Linked DNA regions of Sus scrofa: region 1 is linked to region 2. The links are chromatin contacts, called in public HiChIP or PLAC-seq maps. All regions are on one chromosome and are shown on one strand. Each heading gives the region's core, a stretch centred on a gene start, on an enhancer-like site or on the middle of the called end of the contact. The rest is flanking DNA. Distances are from core to core; before and after follow the strand shown. Region 1 overlaps UBE2H (ubiquitin-conjugating enzyme E2 H). Region 2 has its middle 10 kb from the start of UBE2H.

Evidence for each region. HiChIP or PLAC-seq counts read pairs in DNA pulled down with a chosen protein or histone mark.
Region 1: an H3K27ac HiChIP or PLAC-seq map of skeletal muscle shows a contact between it and region 2. The contact joins two enhancer-like sites. A contact is called at or near these places in 1 of 5 promoter capture datasets (fetal skeletal muscle), 3 of 47 Hi-C or Micro-C datasets (alveolar macrophages, psoas muscle and skeletal muscle) and 2 of 2 datasets of contacts at active chromatin or transcription factors (alveolar macrophages and skeletal muscle).

The regions. Positions count from the first base shown.
Region 1 is chr18:18,896,133-18,902,304 of Sscrofa11.1, forward strand. The region is part of intron 3 of UBE2H (ubiquitin-conjugating enzyme E2 H); the gene reads left to right. Among named protein-coding and RNA genes, the nearest start is that of UBE2H, 80 kb to the left of the region's middle. Within about 2 kb of position 1,394, at least 17 of the 83 cell types and tissues checked have an H3K27ac peak or open chromatin away from gene starts, as enhancers often do. A contact at or near this core is called in skeletal muscle, where this site is marked.
Region 2 is chr18:18,806,381-18,812,551 of Sscrofa11.1, forward strand. No RefSeq gene overlaps it. Among named protein-coding and RNA genes, the nearest start is that of UBE2H, 10 kb to the right of the region's middle. Within about 2 kb of position 3,016, at least 4 of the 83 cell types and tissues checked have an H3K27ac peak or open chromatin away from gene starts, as enhancers often do. A contact at or near this core is called in skeletal muscle, where this site is marked.

The DNA.
Region 1 (6,172 bases), core at 144-2,643, 88 kb after region 2:
AGGTCACAGCTTCTGCTCAGATCTGATCCTGGGCCCAAGAACTCCATGTGCTGCAGGGCAACCAAAAAAGAAAAACAAAATTTCTAGGAGGAACTTTGGAGATCTATCATCCAGTTCCCTTATTTTAAAGGATGGTAAAAATGAGACTCAGGAAGGCAAAGATAACATTACTACTAACTAGTCGTAGAGTCTGCCTTCTGATTTCCATTCTAGTGTTTTTTTCCCTATACAAAATGCAATCAGAACGGATTTAGGGATTTTTTTTTTTTTTTTTTTTTTTTTTTTGCCACGCCTGTGGCATGTGGAAGTTTGTGAGTCAGGGATCAAACACACGCCACAGCAGTGACCCAAGCTGCTGCAGTGACAATGCTGATCCTTAACCTGCTGTGCCACAAGGGAACTCCTGAATGCTCTTTTTAATAATAAATAAGAGTAACTGTATTTTCCATTTCCAGTGTGATGAGGTTACAAAAGAAATCAATATCCCATAATCAAAATATCTTCTAATGCTCTTGATAATTCCTAAAAGATTAAGAGATAGATAGGTAGGGGCAAATATTTTCATTTCTAGGATAAGGAAAGTGAGATGAAATTACTTGCCTGACCTCTTCAGCTAATAGTGGTATTATTGAGTGCTTACTGTGCACCATTTACTAGTCAAATGCTGTGCATGTATTCATTCAGTCTTGTTAACAGTCCTGTGGTGTGTGGATACCATTATTTAACCCAGCCTTATGAAAAAGGAAACAGAAAGGCAGAGCAATTCAGTAGGGCTAAGTGGATCTTGGGCAGTCTGACCGAAGCCTAATCTTTGAACTACAACTTTGTGTAATAAGAGCGGCAGAAACTTGAAATTGGGTCTTGAGATTTCAGGCCCAGTGTGTTCTGTCTGTGCTCTCCTACCTCTGACCATGAAAATAAATCCTGCCTGCTGCAGACAGTGTGGTTAAATGAACAGCCAGGAGAGTGAAAGAGAAACTGTGGAGACAGGGAAGAGATGACAGTCTTCCAAAAATGACGCTGCCGGAGAATGGATATAAGGCTGCAGGTTTTGGTAATCTTCTAGGTTGGTAGAAGGGTTATGCTGTTGAAGGATAACACTTCACCTTTTCTTAGTTATAAATGAACTTTTCTTATCCATCCAGCCCATTCCTCAGATTCCATATTATCAGAGAGAAAGGAAGAAACAGAAAAGAGGACCCCTTGTTGAGTTTAGATCTCCTGAACACACAGGATCAGTTCAGAAGTTCCCATGACACAGGGCAATGAGAGTGAGCTCCTTGCTTGGTTCCTCACCCAAGAAGAGACCGGCCCAGGTCCATCTCTCCTGAGTAGGAAAGGCTCAGCTCTCGGAAGAGACTTCTGCCCGGGTGCAGGCTGCCACGGGCTGGGCCTGGCTGTCTGAGGTAAGATGAAAATCTATCCGAGGGTGCACTAATGCACAAAGCTGACAGGGTACTGTCGCCAGTGGAGCTGGCAGCATCCCCACTTCTTTTTCAGCTGGAACAGCTTAACTCTGATCACATCCTGCATGATAGGAGTGGAGATCCAAGCTATTGCCCTTAAAAAATTGATAGTTTGAGCTACTGCTAGGGGAGATAGGATTCAGTCTTTAATAAATGTATTTTAAACAATTATATCTACTTTTAAAATAGAGAATTAATCAGTTTCATTCTGAATCGTCTACTTTATGTCGGCATTTGTCCTGAAGATAGATAGATATAATATAATGTATTCACTTCCTGTTTTTCACAGGAATTCGTGAACTTTAAATTGCTGCTTCAACCATCTATAGTCTAGGTTCATTTCATTCCTGGGATAGAGCTCCCGTTGTTTGGTGTGTGTGGGGGGGTTGGTTTATTTGGGCTTTTTAGGGCTACACCCATGGCATATGGAAGTTCCCAGGCTAGGGGTAGAATCAGAGCTATAGCTGCCAGCCTACGCCAGAGCCACAGCAACGTGGGATTCGAGCCATGTCTGCAACCTACACCTCAGCTCATGGCATCGCTGGATCCCCAACCCACTGAGCAAGGCCAGGGATCAAACCCGCATCCTCATGGATACTAGTCTGATTCATTTCTGTTGCGCCACAGTGAAATTCCAGAGCTTCCGTTTTTGCTTTTTTTTTTTTTTTGCCTTTCACCCATTTAACTTAGGGTGGATTTACTTTGATTCATGAGTCACTTGTGTGACCTCTCATTTCTTCAAGATGATTCTGGCTCAAATTTCTGGATAGGTGTCTGGCCCCGGGTGTTTTATTCTCTCCACAAATGTGATCATTAAAAATATCTCACAAAAGAAGCAAAGATGGAAAATAAAATTGGTTTTTGCCTCTTTCATTTACATAGTGACTCTAATATTAGTTGTTCCAAAGCCTGTACAACTTTGTACAGATCACCTCCTGGGTCTGGACATAGAAATAGGCTGAAATAAAAACCAGTTTTCAGCATGACTCGGCATGACATTGTTTACTTCCTCTGCATATTAGCCTCTGGGTCAAGAGATTCATTAGTCCAGAGCAATTGAGTATTGGTTGGAACAAACAAAAAACATGGCATATTTTTCTATTTTAATCATCTGTGCTTTTATTTTTTTCCAGATAGGTAGTTTTGCATCAACTGAGCGTGATTTAGATTCCTCCTCCAGAATTAGAAATCTCCTGATTGCTTTCTGCTCAGAGATAGAGGACAGGTGGCAAGCTTTTTAGCTAAACATTTGTACCTACTGTCCTCTTTTTTTCACAAGTGCTTTAGCCATGCCAGAGAATAATTGTTCAGAAGTTTTAAACAAGAGTTCTGAATTTTATCTGATCAAATCACTGGAATATGTCATTAAAACATGTCTGGTGGTGAATAAAATCTTAAATCATTTAGATTAAAAGTGACTTGCTGCTTCCACTTATCATGTTTCCATAAACGCAGTTTTCAAAAATATGTTCTCTTAAAATATCTTAAAAATAGTTCCTGGTTGAATGGAAACAAGTGTTGGGAAAATTCTCTTGTTGCAGACAAATTCATTAGTGTGGTGATAGCATTGCCAAAAGGAAGGAAAACACGCCAGGGCAAACACACTGAGTCCTGAGAACGTTCCTTCTCCAAATTCCTAGCCTGTTTTTTCTTGGTCTCTTCCCCTCCTTGTCCCCAAGTTCCATTGTTGCCGTCATTGTCCAGAATGTAAATGGCTTTGCCAGAAATGCTGCCCACAGCTTGCCCAAGAACAGCTCATATAAGGAGATATATATCCCCCTTTCCATTTATTTGCTTTGGGTGTTTTTCTAACAATTGGAACTGCCTAGTATAGGAAGAGATGATTCAGTGTGAAAATTGTCTGGCTGTGCTTGTCCCTCAATGGCAGCGTTGTGAACTCTGTTTCTGCCTACTTCAGAGGGAGTCGGAGGGTTTCTGTCTCTCTGTGGTATCTTAGCACGCTGGTAGTTTTGTAGTCTCCAGAATACTTCTGTACCTAAAAATGTGCTTCACAGAATTAATTTCCTTTATGGACTTAGCCATTGGGCATTTCCCCTTAAGTCCTCTGTTCTCAGAGCTCTAGCCATTGTTACTAAATCCTGGATTTTAGAGCTACTGGTCCTTTCACAAACAGAATAAAAGTGGAGGTTTTGGAGATCATGTAGTCCAGCGAATTTCTCTTTGCAGGTAAAGAAACAGGCTCACAGAAGTGTAATGACCTGATCCAGGCCTGCAGTTAATAGCAAACTGGGCGGGACTAGAAGCCAAGTCCCTATTAGAACTTTGCTCTCTCCAGTCCTGATTCTCCTATCTCAGAGCCCAGATGGGGTTTTATAAATTTAGCGGGGACACTGGGGACTGGGCTCCAACCCATTTATTGCTAAAGAAAACAGTGTAGAAACTATATGATTCCAAATGTAATCTCTGGGCCTTGTACCATGGAGGAGGCAGACACCTTAATCTTTCAGAGACAGTTCTGACAAACATGAAAAGCCCTTCCCACCATACCTATTTTCTTGACTTATACCTTTGAGGTTCCCTGTGACATCAAACTATTGAAGCTTCATTCTTACTGTAGGAGAGACAGTGCATTCTATTTTCCTTAAGATTTGCCATTTCCCATCATTCTTTTCCCAGCACTCAGGTGCTGTGACCTGATTGAACTATCCCCCAAATAGCCTTTTTTAGGAGATAAGCCTTTTATTAAAAACAAACAAAAAACGTAAAGGATCTGTGTTCTAGCACTAGTCTCAGCAGCATCCCACCTCACTCAGAATGAAAGCCAGCATCCTTAGTAGGGCTCAAAGGCTTCTCACCTCTGAGACTTCTCTTCTGGTCTTCTTGTTCACTCCACTTCACTTTCACTCGTCTCTTTGCTGGTCTTAGACATATCAAAGCAAACTCCTGATACACATTGCACTTGGCTCTTCATGCTCAGTAGACGCTCTTCCCCTAGATACTGAATGACTCCTGTCCCCCCGCCTTCAAACTGAGTCACCTCCTCAGTAAGGCTTTCCCTGACCATCCTATTTAAAAGTGTAGACCCCAGCTCAATATTCCTATTTGAGATCCCCTTCTTCTCTGTTTTTCTCTGGAACACTTGCCACCTTTCGTAACATAGCACCTCTGTTTTCTAAAGAGCTCTCCAGGTGATTCTTACCTGTAGCCAGCATTGGGAACTTTTGCCACAGAGGTTGCTTCAGTTGGTGTTACTTATGAGAATTCTTAGCAGGGAGCAAAGTATTAACGAATTATAAGTTCTTAATTGTAGCTTCAAGCAAAGTATTTTTTGTATACTAAAACAAGTCTCTAGAATTAAACCATGTAGTGGCTAAACATGAATGTTTCCTACTCATCAGAACGTTTCTTGGTTGTGATTGATAGCAGTATACTCTTATATGTAACTAATCTCGAAGACTGCATACTTTATAACCTGAGGATCTTTTGATTTTTGTAATGAATTTGTATTATTTAAACAGCATTTATGATATGAGATCTTAAAAGTTGATTTTAGTGACTCTTCCTTAAATAACTTGTATATAATTGGATATACCTTATAATGTTTTATTCTACTGTTGACAATTTTTTACTTGAAAAGTTTTTTTCCCAACTATTAAAATTACACATTATAGAAATTTTGGAAAGTCAAAATAGTAGTAGTAGAAGAAATTATGGCAGAGTGTCTCAGAATTGACTGTTGTTGACACTGTTGCCTTCCAGCCTTTTTCCATTGCTGCATCCTACTTCTGGTACAGTGGTAGGGGTGATTTAAAAAGGATAACAAAACGGGTGAATTCCCATGGTGGCTCAGCAGGTTAAGAACCCAGCTGGTATCCATGAAGGATGCGGATTTGATCCCTGCCTTCGCTCAGTGGGTGTAGGTCACGGATGCAGCTTGGATCTGGCATTGCTGTGGCCATAGCATAGGCCAGCAGCTGCTGCTCTGATTTGACCCCTCGCCTGGGAACTTCCATATGCCGCAGGTGTGGCCCTAAAAAGAAAAAATGAAAAGCCTAACGGAGAAAAAACCAAAAAACCTGGAAGCAAATAAAAATGTTAACAGTGCTTAGGGTTTTTTTTCTTGTTTTTGTTTGTTTGTTTTTGCCACTCCCACAGTATGCAGAAGTTCCCAGGCCAGGATTTGAACCCGAGCCACAGCAGCAACAGGACTGAGTTCACAACCACTAGGCCACCAAGGAACTCCTCCAGTTTTTTATCTATGTACACACTTTTAAACAACAGTGTGTATGCTCTTTTTAGTATGTATGCTGCTGAAGCTAACACTATCTCTTTTTTTTAAAGGAATATAGTTTTATGGATAAATTCATCTTTAATCATTATTTCCCCATTCCCACCATGTCCTTGGCCCTACACCTTCAGTAAATAATTGCTCTTGTTAATTTGGTGTATATTGGTCCAATACCGTTTTTTATACGTGTTATCATAGAGAATGTGTAGTGTTTGCTTTGTTTTAGTTTACCTAAATGGTATCATACTCTAAATACATCATTCTGCAGCTTTCCCCCCTCAGCTTTGGCTCTATTCACATTGATACATGTTCCCTAGTTCCCTACCTTGGCTGTATGGGACTCCCAGAACATGGATGTACACAATTCCTCTAGTCCCTTGTTGATGGTTTGAATTTGCTTCTTGGCTTTTATAAACAGTGCTGCAGCAGAGATCCTCGTGGGTCTTCTTGGACATGT
Region 2 (6,171 bases), core at 1,766-4,265:
TCCCTGGCCTTGCTCAGTGGGTTAAGGATCCAGCGTTGCCGTGAGCTGTGGTGTAGGTCACAGACATGGCTCAGATCTGGTGTTGCTGTGGCTGTGGTGTAGGCTGGTAGCTACAGCTCCGATTTGACTCCTAGCCTGGGAACCTCCATGTGCCGCAGGAGGCAAAAAGATGGAAAGAAAAAAAAAGAAAGAAAAGAAAAGGGTTATATCAAATGAAAAAAGAATAATGTCAGGCCTATTAGCAGCTGTAGCTGAGTTTTGAATTTTAAGTTTTTCTTCCATTTTCCAGTCAGACGCCCTCTTCTCTTTGTTTCCATTTGGGGAACTAAGGGCCTGCAAGGTAGGGGGTGAGTATTTGGTTCAGTCAGTCTTAGGGGGCCTTCTGGCACCCTGGAAAGCGGCCTCTCCCCCGGGGTTGCCTGCCCTCCTAGGGAGGCAAGCAGGTGAAGGCCACACAACACAGGATTGGGCAGGAGGCTCTCTTTGGGGCCTGGGGAGGAAGCTAATCTCTAACAGCGGTGGGGGAGGGCAGCTGAGGCAGCGTGGGGGGTGAGAGCCGCAGAGAGGCCTCAGGGGCTTTGCCGGGCACCTTTCCCACAATAAAGACAGGCATTCCCAGCAGCTGCGGACTGGGCTCCTCTTCCGCCCCATCAAGGTCAGAGAGGAATATTTGAAAACTTGGGGTAACCTAGACGTCAGGAATGGAACAAGGGAAACATCAAGGATGATAGATATGTCCTGGCTGAGTCTGGGCTGGGCAAATCGTGGTCACCATTATTTGATAATGGTAATATTTGATAATAACGGGAACCATTCTTTGCTAGGAAGAGGCCAGGTCGGGAGTTCTGAGACCCTGAGTGTGTTTCAGAAGCTCCAGCAAAGGATGGAGGAGGTTTTTCCCCTGTTTATGCGCTGGTGGAAAATCATGGGCAAGGAGGCAGTTTAAACAATGTAGCCCACGCGGGGATCCGGCCACAGTGCAAGAGTGTTTCCTGTCTTATTCAGTGCCACTGAGCACCAGAAAGTTTCCTTTTCAGGAGTTCAAAATTCAGGCAGCCCAGGGAGGAGCTAGGGCTGCAAACAAAGGCACTGCAGCACAGAGGGGAGGAGGAAGGTGGGGACCCGGGGCCTCCTGGGGAAACCAGGATAATCTCTTTAGAGGTGGAAGGAAAAGGGAACTGGCCTCAGGGGACCGGAGAGTCTACCGCTAACTTCAAGGGAGGCAGAACCAGGGCCTCCGTGTTACTTCTGCTTCATGAGGATGCACATATGAAGGAAAGGGGCAAAGATCTCTTTGGGGCTGGAGTGCAAGGGCCTGAGGGGGAAACTCCAGACATCCTGCTGTCCTAGAATGTCCTCTAGCATGTCCTCCCATTGTCCCTTGTCATCCTTTTCCAACTGATCTTTCTTAGCGGTTAGATCACGTGTATTTCCCCAGAAGGGACCACAGGAAGACATAGGGTGTCTTCATTTCGTGTCTTTGACTCTCCGATTCTTTCAACAAATCTTCCTCTGACCAATCAATAATTCCCAAACACTTTCAGTTAGCAGGCCACTACAGGAAAGGCGCAATAGCCCTTACTAAAGCGTGATTTATCTCAGTGCCTGCCAGGCTTTTTCACGTCACAACACCCATCAGGGTAAACCGTAATATTTATATGACACAAAGGATAAACTGATTCTGTAAGGCTGGAAGCTGTCACCAGGCGCCAGCTGCTCCCAGGCTGCAGGGGGCTCATCTCCTCCAAACACCTGTAACCCAGTCTTGGCACACGCAAGATTGGGAAGCCCTACTCTGACACTTGGAACCTAGCCACTTAAAAAAAAAAAAAAAATCATCCCAGAGTTCCCATCATGGCTCAGCGGTAATGAACCTGACTAGTATCCATGAGGATGTGGGTTGGGCCTCTGGCCTTGCTCAGTGGGTTAAGGACCCAGCGTTGCCATTAGCTGTGGTCTAGATAACTCTCATAATATCCTTTCCAATCACCACAGGTTCTGAACCAAATGAGAATAAAGGCTTAGGAATGAGAAAAATTGAGATGAAAACATAGCTTTATTACTGATAAAGCTGGATTGAGGGAGGTGGGGGGAGTGGCTGGTACCTACATGCTAATGAGCTTCCTATTTTTTCTTCCCGGAATTAAATTTAACCACATAAGTTTTTGCCAAAGCAGCTGGATTACTGCAGGACAAACACCCCCATCCTTCCTGCCAAGACTTGCTGCTTACCCCATGGAGCGCAGAAGGTCAACAGAATTCAAGTTATTTTTCCAATGCTGTTCCCTCCCAGAGAAGCCAGCAGAAGTTTCTATTTAATGGGGCAAGGTAGGAATGCAGGGTGATGAAAATAGCCCAAAGAGCCTTTGAGGGTTTAGAAACCCTTTACCCTCAAGTAAATGCAGAGTTTGTCTGACTTGGCTTCCTGGAAAATGGAGCCTGTGGCAAAGCCTAAGGGTTAATGTTTCAGGGTGGCATGAGTGAGGAAAAGGGAGGTGAGGCAGCGAGGGAGGGGAAGCCAGTACAAGATTGTGCATTATTGGAGTTTCCTTCGTGGCTCAGTGGTAACAAATCTGACTAGGATACAGGAGGACACGGGTTCAATCCCTGGCCTTGCTCAGTGGGTTAAGGATCCTGCGTTGCTCTGGCTGTGGTATAGGCCAGCAGCTGTAGCTCCGATTTGACCCCTAGCCTGGGAACCTCTATATGCTGTGGGTGCAGCCCTAAAAAGCAAAGCAAAAAAAAAAAAAAAAACAAAAAACAAAACAGATTGTGCATTATCAAGCTGGCTGCGGCCTCACAGGCACATATAGAGTTGCTCACTCACTCGGGATGTCTCCAGGGGTTGGAACAGTCAACTGGGGAGAAAGAAGCAGAGAAAGCAACTGCCAGCTCCTCCCAGTCTCCTCTCCTTTTTGGTCAAAGTTTACCCCCTGGGTATTAACTCCCCAGGTCTGGGTTGTGTGCCCCTCTGAGCAGCGGCTGGGAAGTCAGAGGCTCTTGGAGGCCAGCTGGCTTGGACTTGGATCAGCCGGAGCTGCTGTGCCCTGGCTCCCTTGGGGCAGCTGAGGTCACACTTGACAGGACAGCAGCCATGACTGCGGGCCACAAAGAGAAGCTGGCGCCTCTCCAGCTAGGAGACAGGGCAAGACAAGGTAAGATGAGGCTGAAGAAAAGATGGGGCGTAGCCAACCCGGGAAGGGGTATGAACTGGGTCCAGAGCACTAACTTAGGAAAAAAACTGTCTTGATTCTGAATTTTCTCAGGCCCCTGAGGCCCTGGACAGTCAGATGTCTTCTGACTGCAACTTTGGTAAGCACTGGTTTATAGAAAAGGAAGTGGGGCCATTATGAAATGATGCAACTGTCTACAGGGGCCCAGAGAACTTGCAAATTTGAGCTGGGCCTGCAACCACACAGAAGCCTGGACCATTGGTCCAACTGCTGACCAGGCAGCCCAAAATATGGCATTGGAACAGCATCATTTTTATGTATTTATTGTTCAAGATGGATATGGGTTTTTTTTGTTGCTTTGTTGTTTCTTTTTAGGGTCACAAGTGTGGCATATGGAAGCTACCAGGCTAGGGGTTGAATTAGAGCTGCAGCTGCTGGCTTACACCACAGCCACAGCAACAACGTAGGATCCGAGCTGCATCTGCAACCTACATTGCAACTCCCGGCAACACCAGATCCTTAACCCAGTGAGCGGGGCCAAGAATTGAACCCGAATCCTCTTGGATAATAGTCAGATTCGTTAACACTGAGCCACAATGGGAACTCCTGCCTGGATATTTCATATAAGTAGAATCATGCAACATGTGATCTGTTGTGACTAGCTTCTTTCATTCAGCCTGTTTTCAGCCTTCATCCATGTTGTGGAGTGTATCAGAACTTCAGGCCTATTTTATGGCTGATTATCCATTGTATGGATATATCATTTATTTTCCCTGCTCATCAATTAATGGACATTTTGGTTGTTTACACTTGAGTTCCTGTCGTGGCTCAGCAGTAATGAACCTGACTAGTATCCATGAGGATGCAGGTTTGATCTTGGCCTCCCTTAGTGGGTTAGGGATCCAGCATTGCTGTGAGCTGTGGTGTAGGCCAGCAGCTGCACCTCCAATTTGACTCCTAGCCCAGGGAACTTCCATATGCTGCAGGTTTGGCCCTCAAAAAGACAAAAAAAAAAAATTTTTTTTTAATTAGGTTGTTTACACTTTTTGCTGTTGTGTATAATGCTGCTATGACCGTGCACATACAAGTTTCTTGTGCTTTTCTCTTGGGTATATACCTAAAAATGGAATTGCCGGCTCATACATTAACTATGTGTTTAATTTTTTGAGGACCTGTTTTCCAAATGGCTGTACCATTTCCTACCAGCAATCTATGAGGCTTCTAATTTCTATATATCCTCACCAGCACTTACTGCCTTTGTGTGTGTGTTGCCTGTCTTTTGGATTATAAGCCATTTAAGTGAGTGAGAAATGATAGCTCACTGTGATTTTGATTTGCATCTTCCTAATAACAAATGATGTTGAGCATCTTTTCATGTGCTTAGTAGCCATGGAAAAATTTCTATTCAAATCCTTTTCTTGGGAGTTCCTGTCATGGCGCAGGGGAAACGAATCCAACTAGGCACCATGAGGTTGCAGGTTCAATCCCTGGCCTTGCTCAGTGGGTTAAGGATCTGGCATTACAGTGGCTGTGGTGTAGACCAGCAGCTGTAGCTCCGATTCGGCCCCTAGCCTGGGAACTTCCATATACCGTGAGTGTGGCCCTAAAAAAATTTTAAAAATCCTTTTCTTATTTTTTTTTATACACATACATGTACACATTCTATTTTCTCACATTGTCATGCTCCATCATAAGTGACTAGACATAGTTCCCAGTGCTACACAGCAGGATCTCATAGCTAATCCATTCCAAAAGCAACAGTTTGCATCTATTAACCCCTTTTTCTCTTTTTTTTTTTTTTGTCTTTTTGTCTTTTCTAGGGCCGCTCCCACAGCATATGGAGGTTCCCAGGCTAGGGGTCTAATTGGAGCTGTAGCCGCTGGCCTACGCCACGGCCACAGCAACACGGGATCTGAGCCTCGTCTGCAACCTACACCACAGGTAACAGCAATGCTGGATCCTTAACCCACTGAGCAAGGCCAGGGATCAAACCCGCAACCTCATGGTTCTTAGTCGGATTCATTAACCACTGAGCCACGATGGGAACTCCCCCCTTTTCTCATTTTTAAATTGGATTATTTGTCTACATATTGTTGAGTTGTAAGAATTCTTTATATATTCTGGATAGAGTATATGTCAGATATATGTTTGCAAATACTTTCTCCACCCTGTGGGCTGTCTTTCCACTTTTTTGGCATGTCTTTTGAAGAACAAAACTTTTAAATTAAAAAAAAAATACATTGAGTTCTCATTGTGGCTCAGAGGTAACAAACCCAACTTGTATCCATGAGGATGCATGTTCCATCCCAGACACTGCTTAGTGGGTTAAGGATCCGGCATTGCTATGAACTGTGGTGTAGGTCAAAGATGCTGCTCGGATCTGGCATTGCTGTGGCTGAGGTGTAGGCTGCAGTTGCAGCTCTGATTTGAACCCTAGCCTGGGAACTTCCACATGCTGAGGATGCAGCCCTAAAAAGAAAAAAAACTATCAATTAAAAAAAATACATTGAAGCATACCTTTTTAATACTTTAACTTTTATGCTTTTATCAATGCTGGCCTACACCACAGCCACAGCAACACCAGATCCAAGCCTTGTCTTCGACCTCCACCACAGTTCACGGCAATGCCAGATCTTTAACCCACTGAGCAAGGCCAGGGATCGAACCCGTAACTTCATGGTTCCTAGTTGGATTCATTTCTGCTGTGGCACAAGGGGAACTCCAAGTTTGGTAACATTCTTCTCTGCCACCCCTGTTGACCACTGTGGGCCAGTCAGCTGAGGGCACATTTCCTGGACCCTTTGCCATGTGGTCACTGGAGTAAAGGCAAGGCAGCCAGAGTGCCCTGGGGAAAACCAAACTACCTCTTGAGACATCGGGAGAAAGTCAAAGGAGAGAAACTTAGAAAAGAAAAGGAACCAGGAGTCCTGTTTCCTCATTTTAGCTTTCTTTTTCTTTTTTCTTTTGTTTCCATTATAGCTAGTTAGCTTTCTTTTTC